Linked DNA regions of Danio rerio: region 1 is linked to region 2. Evidence: chromatin contacts called from public Micro-C data. All regions are on one chromosome and are shown on one strand. Each heading gives the region's core, a stretch centred on a gene start, on an enhancer-like site or on the middle of the called end of the contact. The rest is flanking DNA. Distances are from core to core; before and after follow the strand shown. Region 1 overlaps lrch1 (leucine-rich repeats and calponin homology (CH) domain containing 1). Region 2 holds the start of lrch1 (leucine-rich repeats and calponin homology (CH) domain containing 1).

Region 1 (3,573 bases), core at 632-3,131, 58 kb after region 2:
CTTAAATATCTGCAAACATACTATGGTATTTTTATGCTTTAGAAGAGTCAAAAACTTACACATAGCTCCTTTAAACAGTAAAAAAAATTAACATTTATAAACCCTAACCCTAATTTTGTTCCAAATCTGCATGATAGTCTTTTTATCTGAGGAATACACAGGAAGATATAATGAAGATTGATAGTAGCCAAACTGTGGTGTTGAACAATTATGTCTCCTTTTAGTCTCCACTGTAGAAATTAAATCAAATAGTTTTGTAATTACTATAATGTCAATAAAGACAAGTTTGCATGAAGTTCAGTATCATGTCTAAGTCAGTCACCAATGCGTTGACAAAACCTTTGCATCTAAAAATGCCTCTAAGATTTTTAATGTAGCATTCAATGGGCTTTCATTCACAGGAGTGAGAGGGGATCTGAAGGGGCTGAAATTTGGGGTGGCCCAGTGGCTTTAAATGGAGCTGTGTGTATTTATAGAGCTGCTATTTTGAAGAGCTAGATAATGGCCCCAGAGGGAAAATCAGACCTCCATTTAAGTGGAAATGCTTTCAGAGGATGAAAAATGGACGGGAGACGTGTACTTACTCACCGTCTTATGAGAAAAAAAGAGGAAGAGGGAGTGATGGAAAGAAAAAAACAATATCTGTACCAATGGGCTGTATTCAACTTTAAAATATGAGGAGGACAAAGTGGATTCTGATGGCTTTCATGTCTGTAAACAAAATGAACAGAGAAGATAACATTCTTATTGGTAGTTAAAATCAAAATCATATGCAAACAAGCCCTTTGTAAATAATGTGTTGAGATTATACAGAGATTTACTTTTGACCAAAAGGGCCATTTTGGTATAGAAGTTGTAACTTATTTTGTACAGTTGTACAGTTTTGTTCTTTTGTTTTTGACCTGTTTGTCCATAACCTTCTGGAATACTTGATGTCTACATGCACAGTGTAATAGTAAAAGCCTGAATAAAGCTGGAGTTAGAGATGTGCGCTGCTCAAGTCATGAGAAAATTACTTTGCTTTAAAAGTAAATTGTTTAAATTGTGTCAATACCTTCAAAAAAGGATAGCTTTCAGACAGTTTTCTCCAAGAACAGCACTTTTTGCTATTTGGTAAACAAACATGAATTCCTGTGATGGGCTGTCAGAAACAGGAGAAATTCAATGTAAAAAAAAAAAAAACTAATAAAACACTAGCATTCATTCAATTAAATAAGTGTGTCCTAAAGCACACTTAAATGCTTTAGACTTTCCTCTATAGCATGTGAGATTTTTTTTCTTTGTTGTTGTTGTTGTAAACAGATAAGCTGTTTAAAAGGGGATTTGATTTTCAATAGATTTGTTTCAAAATTAGCTATTTACCCCTGAATATTTTTTTTTAAGTGGCTACAAACATTTGCTGAACATAAAGAAAGGTATTATCAGAAATATTGGAAACTGGACGACATTTACATCGATAGTTACGATCAGCTACCAGTTTCTAACAATCTTCAAACTACATTATTTTTTGTTCAGAGAAGAAAGTAACTCATACAGTCATTTATTTATTTAACAAATAAGGACCCCCTACTACCAATAGGAGGTTTTGACAGATGTCAGATTTAGCCCATATTAGGATACAAATATGGGCCGGAAAATAGGTTTAATAAGGTACGAACAAGCACTCTTTTTCCTAATGCTGCCCAGAGACGTCAAGCATGTGCTTGCTTTATTACGTCAATGTCCAAGCACAGACACACTGCTTCAGGGCTTTAAACTCAGACAACAAAAAAGAGGGAGGAATGTTCTGGAATAACATCCTTTTAGTGCTCCCTTCATACTGTCCTTTTCCTTTCATTTCTTCACAGGATGAGTAGTTATGCAACTACAGCAGCACGCTCTGATGTGTGGAATGATACATTGTGCTCTTGTCTTTCTCAATATTCCTCTCTCTCTCTCTATCATGTCCACTGCTCCCCCTTCAGGGGAAATATTGTAAAATGAACAGCATTTCAGTCTCTTTAGAATTAGGGAGTGTTATTATGAGGAAAGAACTTAATAAATGTTTCTTGTTGGTTAAGAAGCATTAAGCCAGCATCTATTAACTGTTTTAGTCTCTTCATGTTGAATTGCCACATGTAACTTAAAGCTTTTGAGTTTGAGCATTCCATGATTGAAAATTAATGGTGTGTTTTTATTTTTGTGAATGTGATAGGAGATATAAGGTGCTGTGTGCAGACTGGTGACGCTTCAGTTGTGTGACAGTGTTTTTCAGGACGCACAAGACTCTGGAATCTGTGGATCCTCAGTTCACCATGAGGAGAAAGATGGAGCAGCTAAGAGAAGAGCTGGAGCTCACAGAGCAACTTCGAGAGGTGCACAGACATTCTCATATAAAAAAGATGTGTGTTTTAAATATATTAGTTGAGATAAAGTTGACAGAATATATAGCAATACAGTGACCCCACAGGGGACATGAAACACACATTTATATATATTTACAAATGAGGTTGAATGTAGAATGTTAACTCAATGTTGTTTTTGACAGAGTATTGAGAGCAGACTGAAAGTGGTTCTTCCTGAGGATCTGGGATGCTCTCTCAGTGACGGGGTCGTGCTTTGTCACCTAGTCAATCACATTCGGCCGCGATCAGTTGGCAGTATTCATGTACCATCACCTGCAGTGGTGAGACATCCTTGAATTATCCATAAAGCATACACACTAACATCGTGGGTCACCTTTTGGGGTGACTGATTTTTCCAGTTTTTTTATTTTTATGAAAGGCTCTAAGTGTGCTATATGTATTTGATTAAAAATACAATAAAATAAAAACTGTATTAGTGTGAAAAACTATTTTAGATTTTAAATAAAACTTATCAATTGAAGTAGAAGTGAAAATCAAAACATTTTATGGCAAAGCTGAATTTTCATTACGCCAGTTTTCAGTGTTACATTATACTTTGGAGACCTTATAATAAGCTGATAAAGACCTGAAGAATCATTTCTTGTTATTATGAATGTTGAGAACAGCTTAATATTTTTACTGAGATTTTAATTGTAATCAAAGAAGTCACTTTCTGTTAATCAGTGTTTTTTTTCTCTCTCTCTTTTCTTTGTACCCTCTGTCATCTCTGCATGAACAATGTTAAACCTCCAGCCCAAGCTTAGCATGGCTAAATGTCGCAGAAACGTTGAAAATTTCTTGGATGCCTGCAGAAAAATGGGAGTCCCTGAGGTGAATATTTTTTATTTTTTTATTAAATTCTTTTGGTGAATGCCAAATGAACTAGATCTGTTTTTCAAGGACCACTGTTGTACAGACTTTGCTGTACTTGTCTCTCATGTACTGTCCTATGTAGCATTCATTTACTGACAGACTATTTATATGTAAATGAAAAAGTGTTGAAAGCTTTTAGAAGAGAAGTTCATCACAGATCAAAAAATACATTTTAGCATGATTGAATGAAACCAATCATAATTAAAGAAAACAGCTCTTTTCCTATTATATTTCATTTGTAAAATGTCATTTTTAAGTTTGATCTTGACAAACAGCTTCTAACATTGCATTTATAGTTTTAAATACCTGTTTTGTA
Region 2 (3,279 bases), core at 512-3,011:
TGTTTGAGTAACCTGGAGAGAAGTTGAAGCTTTCATTTATGATATGATCTGATTCGCTGCAAGCAGTTTCACTTCCTTGGTCTCTAAATATGAGCCAATGTGCGAATTCTTTAGAAAAGCAGAACATGCAGTGTCTTGCCTGCTTGATTAGAATACTAATGCAGCATACTAAATTACTGAAATAAGGGCAATAATAAAGTGTTCAAATGATTTCATTAGGTTTTATTTAAAATGTTTTGCTTTAAAGTTCTTTTAGTTGTCTTTTTTGGGTCATTAAAGTCATTAAGACACAGTAACTTTAATCTTAAATAGTTTTACTTTCTCATATACACAAATATACTTCATTTTCCTTTGGCTTAGTCTCTTTATTCATTATATGTTTTACACAGTGAATGCTCTTCCAGCTGCAACCCAGTACTGGGAAACATGCATACACACTCATACACTACAGCCAATTTAGTTTATTTAGTTCACCTATAGAGCATATCTTTGGACTGGGGGAAACCGGAGCACCTGGAGGAAGCCCACGCCAACATTGGAAGAACATGCAAACTCCACACAGAAACCAAATGCCCAGCCAGGGCTCGAACCAGCAACCTTCTTGCTCTCCCTTTGTTTCCTTGGTTTTCCTCAATCCAAAGATATGCACTAAAGGTGAAATGAATAAACTAAATTGGCCTTAATGTATGTATCTGCATGTCAGAGTGTATGGGTGTTTCCCAGTACTGGGTTACGGTTGGATAAGCATCCACTGTGTAAAACATATGCTGGATAAGTTGGCGGTCCATTCCGCTGTGGTGAACCCTGATTAATAAAGGGACTAAGCCAAAAAGAAAATGAATGAATGAATGAATGAAATATATATATATATATATATATATATATATATATATATATATATATATATATATATGTGTGTGTGTGTGCGTATATGTGTGTGTGTGTGTTTTATATTATGACTATTTTTGCTATATATTTTATTTTATATTAATATAGAGTAATTAACTTTAGAAAAGGGGCAAAGAAGTGGGCAGTAGGTAGTGCTGTCGCCTCACAGCAAGAGGGTCGCTGGGTTGCTGGTTCGAACCTCGTGTGGAGTTTGCATATTCTCACTGCGTTCGGGTGGGTTTCCTCCAGGTGCTACAGTTTCCCCCACAGTTCAAATACATGGGGTACAGGGGTATTGGGTAGGCTAAATTGTCTGCTGTGTGTGTGTGTGTGTGTGTGTGTGTGTGTGTGTGTGTGTGTGTGTGTGTGTGTGTGTGTGTGTGTGTGTGTGTGTGTGTGTGTGTGTGTCTGTGTGTGTGTGTTTGTTTCCCAGAGATGGGTTGCGGCTGGAAAGGCATCCGCTGTGTAAAAACGTGCTGGATAAGTTGGCGGTTCATTCCACTGTGGCAACCCTGGATTAATAAAGGGATTAAGCCAACAAGAAAATGAATGAATGAATGAACTTTAGAAATAAAATCTTAAAGTGATTTATTTTTAAAGTTTTATGCGGAGAGCATGCATAGATCCATAGTGTGCTTAATATCACTGAACTGTGCGTAAAACAATGAAATGAATTCCATTAAGTAAAATCATCCCCATTTTTTTACGTATCTTCATACACTAAACTTCAATATCATCACTGCATGACATATTATTGCACCACGGTTTGCTGTTCCAGTGAACGTACAGCAGATGCCGCTGCAGTGAAGCCCAGTAAACCCGTTATTGGCACGAGCTCAGATCCATAAACAAACTGCGCAGACGCGTCATAATGGACAGCCAGAAAGCGCACTAGGAGGAAATTCACCTACAGCTTTAGAGAGCAGAGCATTTTCAGCGGGATTTACAGATAGTAGAGTTTTTCGACGAGCTTTTTCCCCGACGGGGCGAATATGGCGACGCTGGGACCGGAGCCCCGTCCTCTTTCCCAGCTGCCTTCTGCCGCATTACAGACGAACCTGAGCGGACTGGGCTCCAGCACGAACCTGCCCCTCAACCGAGGCTTGGAGAGAGCGTTGGAGGATGCGGCGAACTCTGGATTTCTGAACCTCAGTACAAGGAAACTGAAAGAATTCCCTCGGACTGCATCAAATTATGACCTGACGGATACGGTTGAAGCAGGTAAAGTGAAGTGATGCTGTGTTTGTGTTTAGTAGCACGCTGTGTGCGCGCGCGCTCTCTCCGTCAGATGCGCTCAGAATAGTTTCAAACGGGAATGTTGCCCATAATGAGTTGTTTTTTTGTCGCATTTTTACCACTAAGTTTGGGATTTTCATAAGTTTCATTACACAGCTCAAAGTCAACAGAATCAGATGAAACGTTGTGTCAGCTTGTGTATAAAATGTTACAGAGTATGTTGCTGACAGGACAGTGCTGATGTGGGCAACTTTAGTTGAATCCAGATGCGTTTCTAACGCCCTGGACGGAACTTTGATGATGTGACGGACGTTGTTATTGTCGCGCTGGACTGTCCGCGTACAAGACTTCCTATTTGACCAGCTTGTGCACATAATGAGTACTATGGAAATCCCCTTACACTCATGACAGGAGATTTCATTTCCATTTCTGGAGTTCAGAAGAGCACAGCCTACGAAATGAAAATGAATCCATTCGTGGGTTTTGTTTTGAAACGGGAACCCTGAAGGCTGATGTTCACAGGGTCTGCTGGGATTAGTTCTATTGTTTACTTACTACACGGCGTGAATAATTAACTTGCAGCTGTTACGTCATTGAGGATGCACTGAGGAAACATTTGTGCATGACCTCAAAATATTACAAGCTAACTTAAAAAATATTAGGCAAAATGATTATTTAGTGGTTTAATCTGTATAGTACATTAGTGAGTTGGTGAATCATCAACTAGCCAACTTTGCCATCTTTCTTTTGTAGAATTAGAAATAGGTTAGATGTTCTGAGTTGAGGCAGTGTTTCTTGTGTGATGAATGAGCTACTGAATTATTCACTCAACCATTTTGTCAATGTTCAAAGTAAACATTTTTTTTTAACTATTTCTCCTTCCGATTATAATAATATAAAGAAAACAGCACCTGAGCCAAGTGGTGTTGAGATTTTTTGACAAACCGTTGGTAAATACATAAGAAGTAAAGTTTAAATTACAGTATGTAATAGTGGATACAGACATTTTTTTTTTTTTTACAATTTGTTTATTTGGAAACACAAAAACATGTTCAGTGTTAACAAGTCCATATTCATAATTTATCCTATAAATAAATAAATAAATAAATAAATAAATAAATATATATATATATATATATATATATATATATATAT

What was found. Hi-C and Micro-C count contacts between places; a contact is called where the count stands out from the background.
Region 1: a contact with region 2 is called in a Micro-C map of caudal fin, with 3 times the contacts expected there. The contact joins the enhancer-like site here to the promoter of lrch1 in region 2. A contact is called at or near these places in 4 of 18 Hi-C or Micro-C datasets (caudal fin, hematopoietic stem cells, skeletal muscle and 1 more) and 1 of 4 datasets of contacts at active chromatin or transcription factors (caudal fin).

What each region holds. Positions count from the first base shown.
Region 1 is chr9:26,776,795-26,780,367 of GRCz12tu, forward strand. lrch1 (leucine-rich repeats and calponin homology (CH) domain containing 1) reads left to right here. Exons shown (of 20, transcript XR_012385369.1): 17 at 2,245-2,354; 18 at 2,528-2,665; 19 at 3,138-3,215. Among named protein-coding and RNA genes, the nearest start is that of esd, 28 kb to the right of the region's middle. Within about 2 kb of position 1,882, at least 22 of the 62 cell types and tissues checked have an H3K27ac peak or open chromatin away from gene starts, as enhancers often do. A contact at or near this core is called in caudal fin, where this site is marked.
Region 2 is chr9:26,719,289-26,722,567 of GRCz12tu, forward strand. lrch1 (leucine-rich repeats and calponin homology (CH) domain containing 1) reads left to right here and starts at 1,762. Exons shown (of 20, transcript XR_012385369.1): 1 at 1,762-2,109. The region is part of intron 1 of rubcnl (rubicon like autophagy enhancer); the gene reads right to left.